Regions from separate parts of the Mus musculus genome. Here region 1 is linked to region 2. Evidence: chromatin contacts called from public promoter capture Hi-C data. All regions are on one chromosome and are shown on one strand. The core of a region is the stretch at or near the end of the contact, and the rest is flanking DNA. Distances in the headings are between cores, read along the strand shown. Region 1 holds the start of Npr3 (natriuretic peptide receptor 3). Region 2 holds the start of Skp2 (S-phase kinase-associated protein 2).

Region 1 (6,496 bases), core at 1,507-4,006, 2.8 Mb before region 2:
AACGTAAGTGCACTGCCCTGCTGTTGACCCAAGAGCGAGGCTGGGCAGCGCCAGAGATGCGAGAGGCACTCCATACCCGGTGCCCCTGAAATCCCAGACTCTTCCAGTGAGCCCACATGGTACACTGCAGAATCATACCGCTGTTGGCTGGTGTTCCCCAGACACAGGGCATACCGGGTAGTAATAGGAAACCGGCTCCGTCCTTCACGTCTCCTGGCAACCAGTTGAAATCCACTAAGACCCTCGGAATCCAGGATTTAGCTGTTTATTTTTTTCTTAAATAACGATGACTCTATAAACAAATGTTTGCTCTCCCAAGTGTTCAGGAAGGATTTAATTGCTGCGAAGTGCTAAATGTCAGTTTCCAACGTACGTGGATAACTCTTCAGAATTCAAATTTATATATCCACCTCTCTTAGAACTGGTTAGCAGTTCTAATTAAATAAACAAAAGCTCACCTAGGATTTAGAAGCCCCTACTTACAGCGAAGGCTTAGGGATCACTGTCCAACTGAAATCTAACCGGCACCCGGTATGAAGTTACCTTCGATTGCAGTTTTTTTTTTTTTTTTTTTCCACTGCTAGAGAGGGTGATGGAGAGAGGGCTGTTAGTCACTGATGCCTGGATTTGCCATGTCCTCGAACACCTCGATTTATCACTTCATAGTCACAAATGAGAGCAAGGACATTTTAGGGGGCTCGTAACTATTAAAAAAAAAGAAGAGAAGGAGAAGGAGAAGGAGAAGGAGAAGGAGAAAAGGAAGGAGGAGAAGGAGAAGAGAAGAGAAGAAAGAAAAAGAAGAAGAAGAAGAAGAAGAAGAAGAAGAAGAAGAAGAAGAAGAAGAAGAAGAAGAAGAAGAAGAAGAAGAAGAAGAAGAAGAAGAAGAAGAAGAAAAGAAGAAGAAATAACTATGACTTAACAGCAGCAGCCTGGGGCAGCGGGTGAAGAATCGCGTTCAAGATCCTGCCGAAAGAGGGCGTAAGTTTAAGTTAAGATTGGAGCACACACTGACGCCCAGCCAAATGAAAGAACATTTAGAAACATTTTAAATTAACTTTAATTTGCAAGACTTTGGTGTCAGAACTACCTTGTGTAATACAGCCTGTTCTCGCCGTAAATGTCTTTGCTGCGTGACCACGAAAAGAGGGTGCAGGGCCCTCTGGACCTGCGCAGCTGCTCGGTTCAGAGACGCGCCTCTCTGGTCTGAGACTTCTCCACAATCCTTTCCACTCCGTCTGCATCGCTGTGGTAGCTGTGACCAGTGGAAAGACTGGGTCTACCGGGCAGGACCTTTCTGGGCATCCTAGACTATCGGGCATCCTGGAACAGAAGCGCTGGGGTTGGCAGACTGCTTTTTAGGTACTTAAAGATTCTCTGGGGGAAGATCTGGGGGGCCGGGAAGCGGGAGTCCCTTTTAGTTGCCTGGTTTAGCAAATAGTACCTTAGGGTGATGCTTTTCAAGCTCCGCGACACTTCCTGGAGCGGAATCATTTATCCAACATCGGAAGCAACAAGTTTCGCTTTTCTGGTCTCAGTGACCCCGCGGAGGGGCTGCGCACTGGGACACGGTGACGCTGCGCCCACTGTGATTCTAGCGTGTCCCAGCAGCCCAGAGGGAGGAGGGCACCCACGCCGGGTGGGGGAAGGAGCGGTGCGACACCGTGCAGGCCAGATGGGCTTACCAGCTCTGCAAATGAATTTTCCTGCACCAGGACCTTGTTCCTTGTTCCCCGACCTTGCTCCAGGGACCAGAAAGGTCAGGTGCGGGACAGGACTGGGCGCACCCAGACAGAACGTGGCCAGATCAAGAAAAGAGGTGAGAGTCTATGGAGTTTTGCAAGGAAGCCACCAATTTGGAGAAACATTTCCCCTTCGTTTTTGCAGTGTGTGTGTATGAGTGTGTGCTTTGTGTATGTGCGCGCACTCATTTCTTTCAAACATATATACACTTTTTTTTTTTTTTTTTTTTTTAATCCTGGGGTTGGAGAAAGCGGAGCCAGGGAGAGGCGGGGACCTTAGAGTAACGCTGTGCCGCGAGGTCTCCCGCGGGTGTAGACGTGGGCGGTTGCGGCTTTGGGCCAAATCTGAGCACCGGCAACTAGTGGGGCTTAGGGACCCGGCAACCGCGAGTAGGCCAGGGGTGCGGGGAGGAGCCCTGATGTAAGAATGTTAATGAGAGGCTCCCCCAGCCCAGCCCCCACCCCGCCCCACCCCCACCCACCCCACCCGTTGCAGAGACAAGCCCGGCCTCGGCGCGCCATGTGTGGTAACGCGCTGCGCCGCTGCCACGCTATTTAAACCCCGGCTATGGATCCAGAAAGCCGCGCGAATCAATGGGATCAAACGCGAAGGAGGTGCACCGTCAATTACAAGCACTTGGACAAGTTTAACTTTTTTTTTTCTTTTACAAATAAGGCCTTCAAACGCAACCTTAGCAACGCCCAAATAAGAAGCCACCTCTAAGCCAAATAGCCTATGTGCAAAGGGAGGGAGAATATATATATTGATAATAAGTCTATATGTATATTACAGACGCACAGGTTTACATTCTGTGAACTTTTTTCTTTCTTTCTTTGCTTTAAAATTTTTTTTTTTATTTTTTAAACCTAGGGACATTGTAGAGGAATCTTCCTATCTTTTGGCGAGTTACTGAAGGGGGTATTCTGTTTTCTTGGAGCGCCCAAGGGGGCGCAGGGACAGAGGAAAGAAAAGAGCTGGGAGGAAAAGGGCAGGGTGGGTGGGGGGCAGAGGGCGAGCCGGCGGCCAGGGCGAGCGCTTGCTGGCAACACGATGCGGTCCTTGCTGCTGTTCACTTTCTCGGCGTGCGTGCTGCTGGCCCGGGTGCTGCTGGCTGGCGGCGCGAGCAGCGGCGCCGGGGACACCCGGCCAGGCAGCAGGCGCCGGGCGAGAGAGGCGCTGGCGGCTCAAAAGATCGAGGTGCTTGTTCTATTGCCCCGGGACGATTCGTACTTGTTCTCGCTGGCCCGGGTGAGGCCGGCCATCGAGTACGCGCTGCGTAGCGTGGAGGGCAATGGCACCGGGAGGAAGCTGCTGCCGCCAGGCACTCGCTTCCAGGTGGCCTACGAAGACTCGGACTGCGGCAACCGCGCGCTCTTCAGTCTTGTGGACCGCGTGGCGGCGGCGCGCGGCGCCAAGCCGGATCTCATCCTGGGGCCCGTGTGCGAGTACGCGGCGGCGCCGGTGGCTCGGCTGGCGTCTCACTGGGACCTGCCGATGCTGTCCGCAGGAGCGCTGGCCGCCGGTTTCCAGCACAAGGACACGGAATACTCGCACCTCACGCGCGTGGCGCCTGCCTACGCCAAGATGGGAGAGATGATGCTCGCTCTGTTTCGCCACCACCACTGGAGCCGTGCAGCCCTGGTCTACAGCGACGACAAACTCGAGAGGAACTGTTATTTCACCCTCGAGGGGGTCCACGAGGTTTTTCAGGAGGAGGGGTTGCACACGTCTGCCTACAATTTCGACGAGACCAAAGACTTGGACCTGGACGACATAGTGCGCTACATCCAAGGCAGCGAGCGAGGTGAGCGGGAGCGGGACCAGGGGGGTCCTTGGCTCTGACTCAGCGGTTCTCAGTGGCTCTCCCCCAAACCCCACCAAGTCAATCTTCTGCAGACCCCACCCTTCCCCGTAACCCAAGGACCCGTGGAGGTCGCGCGGGGGCTTGTCCAAGTGTGAGCTGCCTGATCCAGGGACGGGTGGAGGATAGCCCATCGCGGTGGAAGGGGTGTGCCTACACAGTCTCGGGGAGGTGGATCTGGCCAGTCGAGGGAACGTCTGAGCCGCTTGCTAGCGCCATCCCAGGTATGACAGGTGTGGCTAAACACCAAGGGTTTTCCCCCTCTTCGACAGCTCCGGAGTCCCGTGAGTTCCAGGAATTCCCTACTCTGTCCATTGCAGTCGCGCGCCCCCTGGCAGGGCCACAGCGTCTGGGGACGCCCCAGCAGTCTCGCAGCTTCTTGACTAGCTGGGGGTTGGGACGCATCTCCTGGCTCCCCTGGCTGCTCTTTCCACTGACCCTAGGTCTCTTTTTAAAGCCTTCCTTTTAGATTCCTTCCATGCCCTTTCTAGTGTCTTACAAGCTTCGATACAAGCACCAGAAGTGCGTCGCCGTGTCTGAATTCAGGCGACTCTCACTTCCCCCGGGAGCTTTGGGCTTCGAAGCCTCTGAAAGCGCGCGCAGAGCTGGGCTTGGGCGGAGCGCGCCGGAGGATCGTGCGCCGAGCTTCCTTCCCACGGGTCCCCTGCCCGGCCCTTTCTCCGCAAGTCGCTGAGGGTTTGGAACAGTAGCCAAACTAGACAGAGAATTTGGTACTGGGGAATGGGATCATGGCTACGGGGAGCGTGGGAATTCTCCGCAGCTGCCCAGGTTTCTGTCGTGTAGATAGAGGAAGGAGCCGAATCCCAGCATAGGGCATGAGTCCGGACGTCCCGGTTGGGGCTCACACATTGGAGAAATCTCGCCTTTGTTTCCCCTTGGTGCGCAGGCGCCCAGAATGTCCGCGGTATTACCCTCCCCCTATGACCCCACACCGCAAAGCTTCCGATGTTCGTTCGGAGGTGCTATCCTGGTGAGACCTAGGAGGGGCCGAGCTAAGCCAGGCACCTAGTTTGCCCAGTGTTGGTCGCACGAATGCTGGGGACCTGGGCCTGGCTGTGGCGGGACAGCGGAACACTAAGCTTGCAGGCTCAGAACAGGTGAGGTGGGCAGAAAAAGCTTCAAGAGTGGGGCCACAACTGCCCCTCCCCGCTCTCTACTCTAACTTCAAGGTGTTGTAGACAGTGCAGACAGGACAAGTTTCGACCTAAGAACTCCAGGCTGTCTGCGCAGAATCACTGTTAGGTGCGCAGGCAGGGCGTTGGTTATGTAAAAGGAAAGTTCTGTCCTATGGTGGCAGATTTGCCCCTGTTGGGCGAGAAACCCACATCTACTTTCTCCCCCCACTCCCAGTCCTCCGGCTACTGCAGCCTCTCGCGGTCCTGGGTACTGTTACTTCTTCAGTTCTGGGCTTCCAGAGCCTTAACTAAAAGCTGGAGACTTCCCAGGGCAGGCTGGGAATGGGGGCGTGTCCTCACGCCTGGCTAGATCCATCCGAGCTTTGCAAATTCTGGTCATTGCCTTGCTGAACCTAGAAAGGCGGTGACCTTGGTACAGTGGCCTAGGGTGAGAGGCCTGGCAGATCTGTCAGTTCCGCTGTTGGGCCCTTGAGCCGCACAGTGCTCTTAGAACCGTGATGGGGGAGGGCCACACTGTGAGAGTGGGCTGGGGGTTGGGGTGGGGTTGGGGCAGGTGTGTTTCGGTTTAAAAGGACTACAGCCTGCGTTCTTTATTTTTAAATAGTCAGGCTTATTTTAGATCTCCTAGCGCTCATTTCTCGTTCAATTTAGCAGTGCAAGCTTGTTAGTCTGGTGTGTGTGTATTTTATAGGTGAAATTATTATGATCTTATGATTCTTTCTCTAAAATCTGTGTCAGCAACAATAAGGCGAATTTTCTGAAATATAAATAAAAAATTCCAGGCTGCCCTTCTTTCAATTTCTTACTCTTTGTAGAGAAAGTTGGGAGATCTCAGGGCGCTGAGTCTCCACCTCATCGTGGCTGCTCAACGCATTAAGTAGTGGGGGTTTAGTATATGGTTTCAGGGGAGTTTGTGGCTCAGCCACTTGCTAGCTGTCAGGATCCGGGGCTGTTAAACTGTACCCCATCTTCTTCAGGTAAAGTGGGCTTCCTGCACAGCCACATCTTGGGGATGCTGGAAGGGTTTAATGAACTAAGTGACCAGAATTCTTTGAAACAGCGCCAGACCCACACAGTAAATGTGTGGGTTCATTGTAGCGGGCGTTGTGCTATATTCGATAATAATCACCTTCACCCAGAAGGGGAAGCCATGTCCTGGGAAGAGCTTTAGGCAGAGAAGACCACACCTCTGGACTCAGCCTTTCTGCCTTGCAAGGCACTGAACGTGGAACAAGGAGCTCGATGAGAATCAGGCCTCTTCCAACTGCTATTCTGATGTGGAGATTTTACATTTGATTCTCCCAATAGGGATGTATCTGAAAGCGTTTCTGTCACAGAGCATCTTCTACCTTTATGAGCCAGGGCGTGCTTTAGAGAGTCCCTCCCACCCCCCAAATATGTTTGGAAAGAACATTTCAACTTTAAAATCAAATTAAGGATATCTGAATATCTTCACTGGTAAAGTGTGACCTGTGGCCTTCCCAATAATGTGATTACGTTTTCTTTTGGTTACATAATGCCCTTTAGAAAGAAAAACTGAACAAACACTTCCCCAAGTCCTCCCCCAAATTATTCTTATCTCCTAGGGGGCTTGTCAGCTAAGTCAATTGAAAAACTTAAAAAGTCTAATATAATCAAAAGATACACCTGAGTATGTGTGATTTAATAACATTGATCTCACAGCATGCATTTATATTAGCAGCTAAGATGATAACACAGAGTCAAATTTCAACTACCC
Region 2 (5,897 bases), core at 976-3,475:
GGCAGTCCTTTCTAGACTCTCCGGGGCCCTACAGACAGTGACTGCCTGTAACTACGACATGGTTTTAGCTGTGTAAATGGCACTGCTATTGCCTTTCTCCATTTATGTCAGTGTTCTAGCTGAGGCTTCCAGAGAACATTAGACATTATTCAACCTAATGATACTTTCAGTTATCGAAAATGATTTTGTTATCCTGGACTCACATTCATTCTAATGCTAAAACTATGTTTTAAAAGACTTATTAAAATAAAATACAATGTGTTAAGTAAGATTAAATAAGATTAATCAGGAAATAAAATATTTTACATTAGCAGCAATCACAATGTAGTGTTTAAGAGATCAGTCTCTTAAAGTCTCTATGGTGAGTTTCTATGTAGCTAATAACCTCACATCTTCAATGGACACAATTCCTCTATCAAAAAGAATCGTAACGGGCAGTGGTGGCACACACCTTTAATCCCAGCACTTGGGAGGCAGAGGCAGGTGGATTTCTGAGTTCGAGGCCAGCTTGGTCTACAGAGTGAGTTCCAGGTCAGCCAGGGCTACACAGAGAAACCCTGTCTCGAAAAACCAAAGGAAAAAAAAAATAAAAAGAATCGTGTGTGTATCAATACAAACCTTTTCAGTATATTATGGAAATAGCTGTGATTAAAGAAATGCAAAAGAACACCGGTTTCATTATCAAGGCAAATCAGGAGGCTCCTAATTTCAAAGTTGATAGGCTTTCCTTTCCTAGAGAGAACCTTGTGCCCACTAATTTAAATATCCTAAGGTCTCTGCTAACTCTTAGCTGAATTCAGGGCTGTTTTATATTTACTAGAATTTACTCTTGAACGAGTTACATCCTAACAGAAAGGACAAAGTTCAAGAGAAGGCAAATGAGTTTTTCAAAGTAACAAAAGATAACTTTATACACTATTTCAGAAGGTCTCACTTTAGATACTTTCCATAACAAAACTGTGACTACATACTTATTCTCCTAGTCTTTCTTTTCAAGTAAAACCAATTTGCAAAAAGGTCTTTTTTTTTTACACCAATCTCACTCACAGGAACTAAAAGTTCATGAATCTCTTCCTCTCAAGAAGTAACTGATGCAAAGATTATGCTAGAAACAAAGACAAAACTGAGCATGAAGGATTTAATTCCACTATAAAACGAATCTTGCTCTCTCCACAAAGAAACACAAGTGTATGCAATCTAACATACTAAACCAATATTCTAATGTTTTTGATGAAGGTGGCCTGCTTTTTTCTCAACTCTATAAATCTTCATTTTTACTGGACTAGAAATGCATCCCCCTACCCTCTCCCCTGTTGCACAGTTTGCACACCTGAATTTTGCATGGTCATTCTAATCTAATCGCCCCCGACCTCTTCAGAGGCTAAATTAGCATAGTTTCTAGGCAGAGAGATTCTAGGACAGGCTGTGGATTGAGTCAGAGGCACCTAAACAGCTTTCAGGGTGGTCTCTCCTTGCAAGCGGAGCCTCCCTTTTTCCCTTTGGTATTTGGGAGACTCATCAAGGATCCAAGAGGATGCACGCGGGAACCACTGCTGGCTCCTGCCGCCTTAAAAATAAACCATCGCTCCTCTTGGAGCTGCGCTTTAGCTCGAAAAAGGCTTCCCCTCGCACGCTGATTTGATCTTCAGTGCCAGCCCATGAGGTGTGCCGCGTCCTCGAGCCTAGTTTACAAGTGAGGAAAGGATCGCGTCCACAGACCCAGTCCTAAGGGCCGCCCACTGCCAGGTGGAGGAAGGCGAATGGCAGGAGTGCCACCCGCAGCCTCTCACCTGGCGGGCCATCGAGACCCCGGAGATGGGCCTGGCGGCGGCGGCCACTCACCATCTGGAACTCCCCCCAAGTCTATGTCCGCCAGGGACTGGGCCGGGACCCCAGACCCTGACGCACCTCACGCGTCCCCGCCCCCCTCACGCTCACCGTCGGACCTCGCCAGACAGCGTCTGGAAGGGACTCAGAAGCTTCGCGTCCGCCGCAGCCTGCCGGGGTCACGGATCCTTCAGTCCCGGGCGACCGTGGCGGTGATCACCCGAAGGCCCGTGAGCTCCGGGAAAAGGAAAACCTGCTCCCAGTCAATCGGCTGACATTTCCCAGCCAGCCGGAGCTCCACCCACTTCCGCCTGCCTGTCCTCCTCCTCCTCCTCCTCCTCCTTCAATCCCGCCCGGCGCCGCAGGGAGTTGTGGGTATCTGGAGGGTTGGTCCGAAATCAGAGTGGAAGAACCCAGGCAGGACTACGAGCTAGGCTCGGAACTACAATTCCCAGCAGGCAACGGGGCGTCAGAAGGCGGCTGCTGGAGAGCGGGATGCAGAACTCCGCGCGCGCGGTGGTGATGGAACGTTGCTAGTTCGCGGGTCCAACTGCTGGGGCCCCGGGGATCACTCTAAGCCGAGCGCTAAAACAGGAGTCTGGAAGGCAGGCAGCGCTTCAATTAATTCAAGCATTCAAAACTCCTGAATCAGTGGACACCATGCATAGGTAAACCGATTGCAAAAAAACCGGACAAAACATGAATGAACCGTTTGAATTCTTTTAGGCCGCGAATGTTGCTTCTTGTTCAAATAATCTGGTTATGTGAATGTTTGCTTAGAGAAAAAGGATGGATGAATGCTTTAGTGCGAATATCAATGTGGAGTTTAATTTGGCTTCCTAATTAAGTTTTCCTTCCTCTACTTTGAGTCATGGTATCAGTGCCGTCCCTCTTTTTCCCTCCACGGGAAGAAATTATTGAGGCCTTCTGCGTGACCATAAATCCCAAAGCCTTTCAAAGTATATATGTTCCCGATTTTTCTCTTTCATTCTTGTATTTCTCTCGCTTGTAGGCACGTTTAAAAAATGCAGTACTGTCACTTGCTGGGACTTTTCTCCACTCCATTCTTTACTCTTCTTTCATGCCTACCTTGGAATTATTTAGGGGTGTATTTTCAAAAGGAATAGAGAATGTCTGCCCTTCTGCAGGAAGCACCTTCAGGAGATTCCGGACCAGAGTGGCAACGTCACCACCAGCTTCACGTGGGGATGGGATTCCAGCAAGACTTCTGAACTGCTATCAGGCATGGGTGTCTCGGCCTTGGAGAAGGAGGAGGTGGACAGTGAGAACATCCCACATGGACTGCTCTCAAACCTCGGCCACCCCCAGAGCCCTCCAAGGAAACGAGTCAAGGGCAAAGGGAGTGACAAAGACTTTGTGATCATCCGTCGGCCGAAGCTTAGTCGGGAGAACTTTCCAGGTAATGCACAACACTAAGATCCAAACTGTATTGTAATGGGTTGAACTATTTTGTTTTAACTAAATTCGATTGAATTATTTCCTTGGGGAATCTTTTTGGATCGGTGCCTAAAATTGCCTAGTTTTGGTGCCTAAAATTGCCTAGTTTGGAAGTGTGGCAGTGAAATGGATTCCAGTCATTAAGTCTTCAGGAATCTTGGTTGGTCTTTATCTTGTGGTCAACAATTGACTTGAAGCTTTTTTCCTGCCCTTTTCCTTAGAAAGGAATCTTCCTGCTCAAAGTCCAGCTCAGTACACTGACATATGGGAACAGAAGCAGGGATCTTAGAGGGTCCCCTTTTGTCTCTATATACTTCTTTGTATCTGAGCAAGCTTTGTATGGTAATGACTTAGATTATTGGTAGGCACATTAGGAAGGTAAATGTTACTAAGTAGAAGAGACTTAGATTGCTCCGCTTGCAAGCAGGCCCTTGGGGGTGTGGTGTTTCCCTTACTGTGACATTGCATCTACAGTCATAGAACCCTGAAATGTGGTCTCATCCCCACTGCCCCCACTACCCAGCTAGTCACTGTGTCTTTCACTCTTGTGTGGCAGCTGTTTCAAGCTTTCATCATCTCTTCCTGGATTATTGTAATAGATTTATATTGTCAGCTTTCTTCTCAGCTCTGTCTCCAGGAGGCAGGGTGGATTGATGAGATCAGAATTTACCTGAAATTCTTCTCTCACTAGTGACTCCCACTCCTTGATTCCCCAAACATTTTTAAATAAAGCGCCTCCAGGGCAGATCCAGACTCAAGGACTGGCAGCCTTAGAGTAAATATAGTGTGTTGACCTGAGGCTTGTCAAGGTTTCCCCACCCCCACCCCCTAGTCATTTAAAAAAGTGATTCAGGGTCGGGCAGTGGTAGCACACGCCTTTAATCCCAGGATTTAGGAGGCAGAGGCAGGCGGATTTCTGAGGCCAGCCTGGTCTACAGAGTGAGTTCCAGGACAGCCAGGGCTACACAGAGAAACCCTGTCTCAAAAGAGTGATTCAGGAAGTGTTTTTGAGAGCACACTGTCCTCCACAGTATAGTGGCTCCAGATAATAGCAGTGAACAAAACAGACAAATCCTAGAACTTCCATTCTAGTGAGGAAATGCTGGAAGTCCAATGGATATGGTACTTTCTGTAACATGTTAGGCCAACGTGGCTAAAAACAAAGAGGGGGTCAAACTGAGGCAGAATGGAGGAAGTCTTGGAATCTGAAGATAGATTGCAAACTGGTTATTGGCTGACATCCTTATTTGGGCTGTGACCTTTAAGCAAAGACAAGGGGAGAATGCAGGAATACGCGTGAAAATGTCCCTTGGCATAGGGAACCTAAAGTAAAGGGAAGCCACATAAGATGCTGGAGAACAGGAAAGCAGAGTGAGAGTGGACAGAGTAGGGAGAGGTGCGGCCTCAGGTGGGGCTGATCTTTCCTCATTGGAACACTCACTCCTCTCCCCTCGTTCAGTGTCGTCCATTGAGACAGGGTTTCTTTGTTTGTAGTGTAACTCACTGGCCTCCAACTCAGACAGGCTGGCCTCCAGCTCAGAGATCTGCCTGCCTCAAGTGCTGGGATTAAAAGAGTGGACCATTGGCGCCCCGGCTCGGTGACCCCTCCAAAGGGACACATTGGTTAGCTGAGGCTGAACTGTATCGGGTAGAGGATAGGCAGCAGACCCCTAGAGATTTATGTAGAGCAGTGAGAGAATGATAAGCCGTGGTCAGGATGAAAGCAGTGGAAGAGGTGACCAAAGTCTAAACTAAAATTGGGTGAGGAATGGAAAAAGACGTTGAAGAAAGCATCAGAGTGAAGCCTTGCAAAGCCAGCGTAAAGAAATGGATTCTTCCGTCCTTCCTTCGGGCGCTGTCTGCAGACAGGGTGGTGAGCAGATCCGTGGCTTGCTTGAAAATCCCTGTTTTGTAGTCCCCTGTGGTGTCTCATGCCTTTGAACCCAGTACACCAGTGGCCAAAGCTGGCAGATCTCTGTGAATTGGAAGCTCTTTGGCCTATACAGTGACTTCCAGGACAACCAGGGCTACGCAATGAGACTCTTGTCTCAAAAAAAAAAAATTCTGTTTGGGCTTCTCAATACTTTTTTGGAAAGGGAGTCATCTTCAGGTTATAGCATGTGAGTCCACATTAATGCCAGGTATGGTGGCACGTCTCTCTGGTCCCAGTTTAAGAGGCTGTAGTCAGAAGATGGGGATTTCTAGAAAGCATGAGCCTCGCAGTAAGACTGTCTCAAAGTGAAAACATAACTGAATATATAATAATATATGAGATTAACTAGAGGGGTATGGAAGTAAGTTCAGACAAATCTACATTTAAACCTTGATGCTGCCATTGGGAGCTACCTTGGGAAGTGACTTGAACTTTCTGGGCCTTAGTTTCCTTATCTGTGAAATGGAGCAATAATTCCTACTTAAAGTGTTCATCTGAACATTGAGTAAAACTGTAAAGGTCTTAGTATGACAGTGGCTTATAATAGGTAATGGTCCACACAGTTTCTGACACTGGCTTGAGAAGCATCCTCTGTCTACAGTAATGTTAATCTGACTCTGCACATATAGAAATCTTTTTCTTTATAAAACTTAAAGTGACTCTTATTTTTAGAGCCTGG

Evidence for each region. Promoter capture Hi-C pulls out the DNA fragments that hold promoters and counts their contacts.
Region 1: a contact with region 2 is called in a promoter capture Hi-C map of hippocampal neurons, with 5 times the contacts expected there. The contact joins the promoter of Npr3 here to the promoter of Skp2 in region 2. A contact is called at or near these places in 1 of 39 promoter capture datasets (hippocampal neurons) and 1 of 115 datasets of contacts at active chromatin or transcription factors (embryonic stem cells).

What each region holds. Positions count from the first base shown.
Region 1 is chr15:11,901,934-11,908,429 of GRCm38.p6, reverse strand. It overlaps Npr3 (natriuretic peptide receptor 3), which reads left to right and starts at 2,756. Exons shown (of 8, transcript NM_008728.2): 1 at 2,756-3,544. The coding sequence starts at 2,791. It overlaps Gm5144 (predicted gene 5144), which reads right to left and starts at 1,905. Exons shown (of 2, transcript NR_131059.1): 1 at 1,442-1,905; 2 at 1,040-1,320.
Region 2 is chr15:9,136,782-9,142,678 of GRCm38.p6, reverse strand. Skp2 (S-phase kinase-associated protein 2) reads left to right here and starts at 2,225. Exons shown (of 10, transcript NM_013787.3): 1 at 2,225-2,495; 2 at 2,976-3,247. The coding sequence starts at 2,488. It overlaps Lmbrd2 (LMBR1 domain containing 2), which reads right to left and starts at 2,109. Exons shown (of 18, transcript NM_177178.3): 1 at 1,939-2,109.